2 separate regions of the Mus musculus genome follow, and region 1 is linked to region 2. The links are chromatin contacts, called in public HiChIP or PLAC-seq maps. All regions are on one chromosome and are shown on one strand. The core of a region is the stretch at or near the end of the contact, and the rest is flanking DNA. Distances in the headings are between cores, read along the strand shown. Region 1 has its middle 17 kb from the start of Nlrp3. Region 2 holds the start of Wnt9a (wingless-type MMTV integration site family, member 9A).

What was found. HiChIP or PLAC-seq counts read pairs in DNA pulled down with a chosen protein or histone mark.
Region 1: a contact with region 2 is called in a CTCF HiChIP or PLAC-seq map of pro-B cells, with 4 times the contacts expected there. The contact joins the enhancer-like site here to the promoter of Wnt9a in region 2. A contact is called at or near these places in 12 of 39 promoter capture datasets (the C10 cell line, the HPC-7 cell line, HPC-7-derived erythroid cells and 9 more), 2 of 15 datasets of contacts at CTCF or cohesin (large pre-B cells and pro-B cells), 2 of 484 Hi-C or Micro-C datasets (bone marrow-derived macrophages and uterus), 6 of 115 datasets of contacts at active chromatin or transcription factors (embryonic midbrain, embryonic stem cells, extraembryonic endoderm stem cells and 1 more) and 3 of 9 other capture datasets (adipose tissue, embryonic stem cells and liver).

What each region holds. Positions count from the first base shown.
Region 1 is chr11:59,523,718-59,528,528 of GRCm38.p6, forward strand. No RefSeq gene overlaps it. Among named protein-coding and RNA genes, the nearest start is that of Nlrp3, 17 kb to the right of the region's middle. Within about 2 kb of position 3,459, at least 53 of the 459 cell types and tissues checked have an H3K27ac peak or open chromatin away from gene starts, as enhancers often do. A contact at or near this core is called in adipose tissue, bone marrow-derived macrophages, macrophages and 2 more, where this site is marked.
Region 2 is chr11:59,305,273-59,309,965 of GRCm38.p6, forward strand. It overlaps Wnt9a (wingless-type MMTV integration site family, member 9A), which reads left to right and starts at 1,658. Exons shown (of 4, transcript NM_139298.2): 1 at 1,658-1,795. The coding sequence starts at 1,701.

The DNA of each region.
Region 1 (4,811 bases), core at 2,209-4,708, 220 kb after region 2:
GGAGTGTACCAAAAAAAAAAAAAAAAAAAAAAAAAAAAAAAAAAAACCGAGGTCCTGGGCCACAGGATAGAGGCCCTGACCACGGGGTAGGGGTGGGGGGCTCCTGGCTCCCAGTGGCTGTAGAGGCTTGCTGAGCTGCTGAGGAGCTGAACTGCTACTGAACTTATTTTCTCATATTCTATTATTTATGTTTTATGTCTGTGAAGTTTGTTTTGGCACAGTAAAACATATTTGAGGATGAAGAGCATTTAAAACCTGTCATGGTTTGATCCATTTACAAAGGAGTATTCTGCTGGGCAGTGGTGGTGCACGCCTTTAATCCCAGCACTCAGGAAGCAGAGGCAGGTGGATTTCTGAGTTCGAGGCCAGCCTGGTCTACAAAGTGAGTTCCAGGACAGCCAGGGCTATACAGAGAAACCCTGTCTCAAAAAACCAAAAACCAAACCAACCAACCAAACAAACAAACAAAAAGGAGTATTCTTCTTAGATGATATCTGCCTATGATTGAAACTATGATGAAACACAACACTTCCCAATTTTATTTTATTTTGTTATTTTTTTTAAAGTGTACTTTTATGTGTGTGGGTATTTTACCTGCATGTATGTGCACCATGTGTGTGCAGTACCCGCAGAGGCCAGAAGAGGGCTCAAGATGAGACTGGAGTCAGAGATGGTTGTTTAAGTGACCATGTGGTGTTTGCAATTGAACCCAGGTTTTCTAGAGAAAAGCCTGGCTCAAGAATTCTTTCTCTTTGTCCACTATTCCTTACGGCAAATGCAGAAATACACCCAGATACTGATAGAGCTGAATTCTCTGTGAGAGACTGATGCTGAGAAGCAAAACGAAGCTCACACGGTGTAAGGTTTAGTGATACTGGAAGTTTTGTGAGCTGTCAGTTTAAACCACCAGAATATGGAACTCAGTCTTAACAATCTCTTAGGTCTTACTCCTTTCAAACTTTTTACTCAATGAATTACTTTCAGAAAAAAAAAAAAACGTGCAAGTACGGGAACATTTGTCCACTAATAAAGTTATCCTTTACTTCCTCTGTATTGTGAGTTGAATAGCAGGGTGGAGCAGAGCCTGTAACACCAAGGGTGTTAATACAAAGAGTTTGCACCTTTTCTGTACAGCCCAACAAAGCTAAGGGTGATCCGTCCCAAGGTCGGCCTCTGCAGCTTTCTGTGATTCATCCCCTTGCCTGTCCAGGGACCTGTGACTATGGAGGGTGCGGGTTGCACCCTGATTTAGTCCATCTCAAAGCCAGTACGTCTCTGGAAGCAGACTTGAGGGATAAGTACTGGTACGGCTATGATGCAGCTTTGGAACCAGAATGGCGGCCTTGGTAGCGGGGAATGTGCCCTTCTGCAAACTATCCTGGAGCAGGCTGGTTCCGGAGGAAGAGTGAGACATAAGCACATCTAACCCTTAGGGTTCAGAGGAGCAGAACTTGGTTGGCTTCCTTGGATACCGCAGAGGACATCTGGCTTTAAGAGAACTGCTATCTTGCATTTGAGAGCTCAAGATCATTCCAGCCCTAGACGACTAAAAGATGCAAATTTCGGGGTCCCGTTAGGAGTATTCCCCAGGGAGTCAGAAAAATCACAGAGGCATAGCAGAATCCAGCCGTAGGCAGTTCTTGGCAGTTCTATTCGTGACCAGCAGAGAGCAGCAAAGACAGCTCCTAGGCTACTTCCACTGTTTTTTAAAAAAAAAAAAGTCGAATGTTGTGCTGAGCAGGAACCATATCCATGCTGTTCCAAAAGAGGGCGCTGTAGAGACAGGCTTCCTGCACCACCGGTGCGGGCCTCGCAGGCAATAAGTGCTCCTCTGAGCTGTGGGAGCCACATTTATGAATTTTCAAGCTTGAGATTGGAGAATTGTTAGAAAGCTTGACTTTGTAACCAGTTGGCTAGAAGCGGCAGCCAAGGACCTTAGAGTGATACCTAAACCCAGGACGTTATGTGAGGCTGAATCTTAGCCTGTGGCTGATCTAGAACGCTCTCTGTAACTCTGAACTCTCCCTACAGCCTCCACTCTCCACATGCTGGGATAAACCGCCTTACACCACCACATTTGGCAGCCTGTGGGATTTGATGCCAATTCCAGGTGGATAATAGGTTAGCATTTGAGTTCCAACCAAATTTTGACCCTCTCCGTTCTCCCTGAAGCTACCTGCCCATTTCATTCACACTCTGAGGATATCTCCGTTATATAAAAGTGCTTAGTTGCTTTTCCCTAAACAGAGAAGCAGCCAGACCCGAACAACACAGGAAGGGCAGGAAGTGATGGCGAACGCCTTTAATCCCAGCACTGAGGAGGCAGAGGCAGGCAGATCTCTGAGTTTAAGGCCAGCCTGGTCGACAAAGAGAGTTCTAGGACAGCAAGGGTACACAGAGAAACCCTGTTTCTAAAAACCAAGGCAGGTCAGGGGACAGACAACCCACTATGTGGAGCAGGAGGATATCTGACCCTCTCTTCACCTTTGGGAAGAAACTTCACATAACTTGATCACAAAGGTAACATCTCTAGGATCGAGGCTAATTCAGTGAGCTCAGAATATGGAAACTCTGAGTCTTCCAAGTGCTGGGATTAAAGTGGGATTAAAGAGCCACCACCGCCCACCTTAATAGAAGTAAATTTATGTGGTAAATTAAGAACCTAAGTGCCAAGCAAGCCCTCACCCACACAATTACCAGCTCTCTCTAGCATTTCATCCTTTGCTTTTTCCTGGAAACCTCAGTCAGATCACACGGTCTTGTTGCCTGCGCTTACCTTTTATTGTCTGGTGCTCCCTGGGCTGTGGCTTCACACTCTCCTCCGCTTCTCAGTTTTCTGTTCTCTCCATCTGGGGATGGCGATGGAGGGCAGACAGTCCTAACATCCATGATAACCAGCGGGAGCAAACAGACAGCAGGAGCTTTCTGTGGACCCAAGTGGTGAGATCCGTCCTCTCTCCAGCGCAGCCATGTGGAAAGCACGGGGATTGCAGATGGGGCAAGCTGGGCCAGGTTATGCTTAGGAGAGGGAAGAGAAGAGGGAGGGAGGGAGGGAGGGAGGGAGGGAGGGAGGGAGGGAGGGAGGGAGGGAGGGAGGGAGGGAGAGGAGGAGGGAACACAGCAGCTTAGCTGGAGCAGTAGCAGAAGTGCAGAGCAGTCAGGAAAAGCATTGCAACAGCAGGTTGAGACCAGTTCCTTTTTTTTTTCTTCCTCCTGGTTTAAGAATCTCAGTTCATTAAAAGGGAAGTGGTAACATACTGTGACATGTAGTGTTTTAAATGCTACATCCACTAAACCCTTTTTAAAACTTGAAACTCAGTGCAAAGATTTTTTTATTGGTATATAAATTGTAAGTAACAATGGGTTTATCTGTGACATTTCCATATGTGCACATAGCATATATTGGTCATGCTGCCTGCTCTCTCCCACAGACTCCTTTCCTCTCAGCTACTATGGGTGTGTGCCCCCGTGAGTCTCCTTAGGGCTCTTCAGCAGTACTTGTACCTTACTTGTGGCTACAGCACTAAAGAAAATGTCTCACTCTTCCATCAGGCACTATGGGTATAAATCCTCAGGCTATACAACACATTTGTTTCTTGTGTACCCAGAAAAGGCACAGGGCAATTGTTCTCACCATGTGGGTCTCGAGCCCTTTGGTAAGCCTCTGTCTCCAAAAATATTTACATTACATTTCATCAAAAAAAAAAAAACAGTAGCAAAATTACAGTTATGACGTAGCAGCGAAAGTAATTTTTTGGTTGGTGGGGGGGGGGGTCACCACAACATGAGGAACAGTGTTAAAGGGTCATAGCATCAGGAAGGGTGGGAACCACTGATGTAGGGGAAGCATTTGACTGAGGCACAACTTAACTGATCTCATTATGTTTTTGGTTTTTCAGTCTTTTGAGCTGTGGCTCCCAGGTCATTCCTCTCATCTTCATTTCCACCCTCCTCACTCTGGGACATTTCGACATTACACCGTGAGGAGTCAGAGTGACAGCTGTTATTAAAGGTGAAGAATCCTGAGCCCAGTTGAAAGATCAAGGGAGACTTTACTCAGGACCACTGACAGCTGGGAGGGAGCTAGTGAGTGCGACAGTAATCCAACAGGACAAGCAGACGTTTACATATACAAGATGGGGGTCAGTGAGTGGAGAGTTAACTGTGCGAGCACATGTGTGTGTACGTGCATGTGTACCTGTGCAAGGGTGTGTGTGTACATGTGTGTGTGTGTATGGGTGTGCATGTGCACCTGTGCAAGGGTGTGTGTGTACGTGTGTGTGTGTGTGTGTGTGTGTGTGTGTGTGTGTGTGTGTGTGTATGGGTGTGCATGTGCACCTGTGCTTGAGAGAGAGTGTGTGTGTGTGTATGGGTGTGCATGTGCACCTGTGCGAGGGCAGGCATGTGTGCACATGTGCATTGGACACTCTGAGAGTGTAGCTCAGTGTGGGAGGGGGTAGCAGGCAGGAAGGCCTTGATTCTGTCATGGGTACCCACCACTAAGAGGAGACAGCAGGGGTCACAAAGACACTTTGTTTGACCAAGTTTTAGTCAGGCTTTTCCCCTTATTTTTATTCTAATTCTAGGATCAAATCCAGGGCCTCATGCAAGCTGGGCAAGTGGTCTCCCTCTCCCTCTCCCTCTCCACCTCACCTCCCCCTCCCCCCTCCCCTTCCTCTTCTTTCCCCCTCCCTTTCCCCCTCCCCCTTCTCCTCCTCCTTCTTTTTTCCAGTTTTTTTTGAGACAGGATTTCTCTGTATAACCCTGGCTGTCCTGGAACTCACTCTGTAGACCAGGCTGGCCTCAAATTC
Region 2 (4,693 bases), core at 408-2,907:
CACACACCACCCCCATGCTGCCATGGCTGGAGCTGCCTTCTGGGTTCATTTTGATGCAGAAGCACCATTGGATGGCGATGTGGGGTGTAGGTGGGTTCCCAGCAATGGGGAGCGATACGAGTCCCCCTGACCGTGTAGTTAAATGGGCCTCTGATGGGGAAACCAAGGCTCGGAGAGGAAGTGATGGGCTCTCCCGACCCCTCACTCAGCCACACACCCACCACATATGGAAGCTTTTCAGTCAGGACAGGGTATATTCACTTGGGTGGTCCACACCCACAGGAGTAACCTGCTTGGCTCTGACCAGTGCGGAGGCTGATGTGATTTTTTTTTTTTCACTCATTTCCTCCTCTGCTTTCCTTTGGAGCCGTGACAGGTGGCTGAGCAGTTGCTGTGCACGGCTAGACAACTCAGCCTCCCAGAGGAGCTCAAAACCCTCAGACTTGGAGGTCTCCCATCCAGAATCAGCCCCTCTAAGTTGAGAAGGCGGTGGCTGGTAAGGAGGTTTGCCTTCCAGGGTGTGGAGCTTGCCCCTGTAAGCCCAGGTCAGGGAGGCACGCTAGTGTTGGAGGTCCCTGGGTTTTGTTAGCTTGGCTCTGGTGTGTGTGTGTGTGTGTGTGTCACTGTCTTGCACAGAAAGTGCGTCTCCAGCACGGAAGGTTGACACGCGGTGGGCATGTGTCAGGATCCAATCACTCGGTCCTATTCTCCAGCACTTTGAATGGTCCCTGAATAAGCCGCCCCTCCCCCAATGTCAGGGGACTCTTAAGCAGTCTATTGGGTGCCCTGGGCAATTGTGTTTCTCTGCGTGTTAGTTAAGGTTTGACTTATAGACAATTCAGTCCACGAAGATGAGTCACAGCTCTGGGCTTTCACACAGACCAGTCACCATCCTGGCCAGCGGTCCCCTTCATCTTCCACCCTGTTTGGGGTATGAGGTCCCTGAGTGTCAGTGATATCTGCAGCTAGTAGTCCAGAAGTCCCTGAGGACCATATTGTCCCATCCTCAGGTCCAAGTCGGCCACAGCACCGGCTCTGCAGAAATGCCTTTTTGGTCTCCCTTGGAGAGGTCGCCTTTCCATTCCTCCAGCTACAGCACCCCAACTTTCAGCAGTGGCTCCCTCTTGGCAACATTGGCCCGCGAGTGGATTCGCGTCCCCCCACGCTCCCGCTCTGTAATCCAGTGGCTAACGTCGCTCCCAAGCCACCCAGTCACTATCCCCTCAAGCACAGTCGTCCAAGTTTCTCGGCTCTTGGATGTCTTTCCCGGCGGCCAACACCCGGTCCCTAACTGTCAGGAGACACCCCGGAGCTCGCACTTGTGTCCTGGCTGCAGACACCTAGCCCCGGGGTCTAACCCTGCTCTGTCTCTCAGTCCCGCCCCATCGCTCCTTCTGGCTCCGTTACTCGACCGGGGTTCCCACCGCGCCACGTGCCCAGCCCTCCCCACAGCGCGCCCCAGGCCCGCCCCGCGAGCCGAGCAGCTCGGCGGCCGCGGCGGCGGCGGCGGGCGCGCAGCTCGGATTTCGGCCCGCCCCCGGCGCCGGCGTGACCCCTCCTCCGGGGCGCGGGCGGGCCGAGCCCAGCTGGCCGGCGCCCCGCCCCGCGGCCGCGGCTGCGGACGCTATAAGAGGGCGGCGGTCGCGGCGCGCCCTGCGCGGAGCCCGGAGCGCGATGGTCTGCCGCCGCGGCGCGGCAAGATGCTGGATGGGTCCCTTCTGGCGCGCTGGCTGGCCGCGGCCTTCGGGCTGACGCTGCTGCTCGCCGCGCTGCGCCCTTCGGCCGCCTACTTCGGGTAGGTGCCCGCGGCGGGCGGCCGCGCGAGGGCGGGCGAGGGCGGCGGGGCCGGACGGGGGCATCGAGCCCGGGGTAGCACTCGCCAGGTGCTCGGCGGGGTACACGGGTGGCTTGGAGTCGTTAGTTGGCAGCGAGCGCGCCTCTCGGTCCGCAGGTCGTTGCCCGCCGTGCGCCCTAGAGGTAGAGGGGCCGGTGTCCCCGACGGGCTTGCGCGGGGCCGCGGTCCACGGTGACTCCCGAGTCGCCGCCGCCGCCTTAGGCCGCGGTGTTCCTGCCAAAAGGCTGGAGCCTCCCTGGCCCCTGCCCACTACCCCCCTTCTCTCCTGGAAAAGTTAATTTAACAACAACAAAAAAACACGTACAAAATCCAGATGTTCCTTGCACTGAGCCCCAAAGGGGAGAAAAAAAACCCTCCAAGCTGGAGAAATTTATTTTTCTTGCGCTTTTTTCTGGCGCTCGCCCGAGCCTGGCCCCGACCTCGGCCCTCGGGAACACGTCTGGGAGACCTGACCCCGGGGGGTAAACGCCGCCGCTGTCCCGCGGGGTCGCCGCCCGCACTCGCCTGTCTATGCGTTAGCAGTTTTGCCGCGTTCTTGGGCGCGTCTCTTCACCTTTGGTTCCTTTCGTCCCTCCCTCTCTACTCGCTTTCCCAGGTTTGGGATGCCTGAACCCAGCGATCTTTAGAGGGACACCCACTGCACTTTGAGTTCTCCAAGGTCCTGGGTGGCACCACGCATGGCAGCGCCCCAGCTTTCTCTGCCCTCCCTGCTTATCACCCTTCTTTCCCCCTCTGGGAGACCTGGGTTAGCCCCTCGGGTCGCAACCCTGGTCCTGGGTGATCTGGACTGCGTCTTGGGCCGCCGCCCTTCGCCGGTCACCTGTTCCCTCGCCCCTGGCTTCAGTGGCCGCTCGCAGCGGTGTGGCCGGCAGAGGGCCCCGTTGGTCTAGGAATCTGGCACCCGCCAGGGCAGGGAGAGGCGGCTGGGCTGAGGAACCCTGCAGGTGTATCCTGTTCTCAAAGAAAATAAAATATTTTCATGGGAAATTTTCCCTTTGTGTTTTTCTTTCTCCTCCTTTCTCCTCCGTCTGTCCATTTCTTCTGGGTTGTCTTCCAGGGTCAGTTCCATGTCTCGGTTCCCAGGGTCTCCCCACCCTGGCTCCCCTGGTCCGACCCCTGGGCCTTGGCCTGGCACGCCCCTGCACGCCATCTGTGCAGCCCTAAGCCTCACCCGCGGGCAAGAGGGAGGGCTGAGGATGGCCGTCTGGCCACAGGTCCGCGGTGAGTCACAGCAGCCCATCAGCCAGCTGTGCCTTCCTCTCTTCTGGCCCAGTCAGGCATCTGACACGCCCTGGGCTTGCGTGAGCGGCCACTTTGCTCCTTCTGGGATCTCTGCTGCTGGCCTTGTGGCCCTGGGATTCAGAACCTACAGGTGATGGGGTTAGAATCCTGGTGGCTGTAATGCCTCCCATCCATCCCTCTCTCTCACCCTCGCTTAGCTGGCTTGATACTTTGCATCTTGGGAAAATTCTCTAGCTTGGCGCCTGAAGGGGTGTTGGAACTCCCGGTTCCGTGGCAGGGTTTAAGTACAGGTCAGCTGGCTCCCAAGCAGATACCGAAGACAATACTGATGTATTGCTATGGCTTGGGTCAGCCTCTACTTAGCTCTCTGTTGCAGAGGACCCATTAAGGAAAGCTGACCATGCCTTTGAGCGCTCCTCTCCTGCAGCTGCCCATTAGATCCACTGTCTGGGCTTGGCGGAAAGACCCCAAAGATGGGCAGAGTGGGTACCTGTTGAACCAAGAGTCAGAGGAGGCCTGGGAGGATAGGCTAGTTGATCTGGGTCTCTCTGGAATTGATTTCTGAGGAGTATGTATGTATGTATGTATGTATATGTTAGGGGCACAAGATGTATCCTGGGCTATTCTGTGTCCAGCGGTCCCACCCCTTCCCCAGCCAAGGGAGGAGATGAGTCTGGAAACCCTGAAAGGCCTGGCAGGGCTGGAGCTGGAGTGGGAGCCTGAGGGTGCGCCTGTGAAAATGTGGTGTGCTCAAGTGTCCCTTCCCAGCCCAACTGGAGAGGGAGTCGGGAGAAGGAGCTGGAATCTGGGGCTCTCCTCTCCCTTCCCCCTCTCCAAAGCTCTGCCTGGCACGGAGGCTCCCAGGCAGGAACACGGCTCCAGTTACAGCCCAGGAACCCAGAGAGGAGAGGCTGGCCCCGGGGAGGGTCACGTGGCTACAGGAGCCCTCCCCACCCCCTCCCAGAGCTGCAACCCAACCCTACAGCTTTGGCTGCCCTTCCCTTCCAGAGGCCTCTGGCCACCCTGCTGCTGGACCCCTCTAGGCTGGCCACCAGCCATGGGGAAGGGGCTCCGCTCTCTTCCCTTGGCTCCGCTTTTTCATCCCAGTCCCCTCTGCAGATCAGCAGGTGGCAATTCCATTAGTTTCTCTCAGAGCTGCTGCCTGCTCCATGCCTGTGTTCCTGGGGCCAGCCGGAGGTCACGTGTGGGTTGGGGGACAGAGACACAGAACCTCTGGAGGTTTCCCTCGACCCCTGCCCCTCCCTGGGAATTGGCGGGTGAGAGGATTGCTGTGAGCAACAGGCCTGTGACTCTGTTTCCCTGCTAGGTTGCAGAGGCCCCAGACTAAGTGGAGGTAAGGGGTCAAGAATTGTGAGCTAGCTCTCCAGCACTCTCCAGCAAGGGCCTTTGGGAGCTTGACGGGCTTTTACCTTGTTTTGTTTTTTAAACTAGGGAGGCACATTGTAAACCTTAAGACTGGCTTTCTTTCATTCCTAGGTTTTGGCCATATGCATCCAGTTTCTCCCAGGGAATGCCTGTGTGTCCCCTTCTGAAAGGCACCATAGACACTTGGGGCTACTATAGACTGGGCCTGAG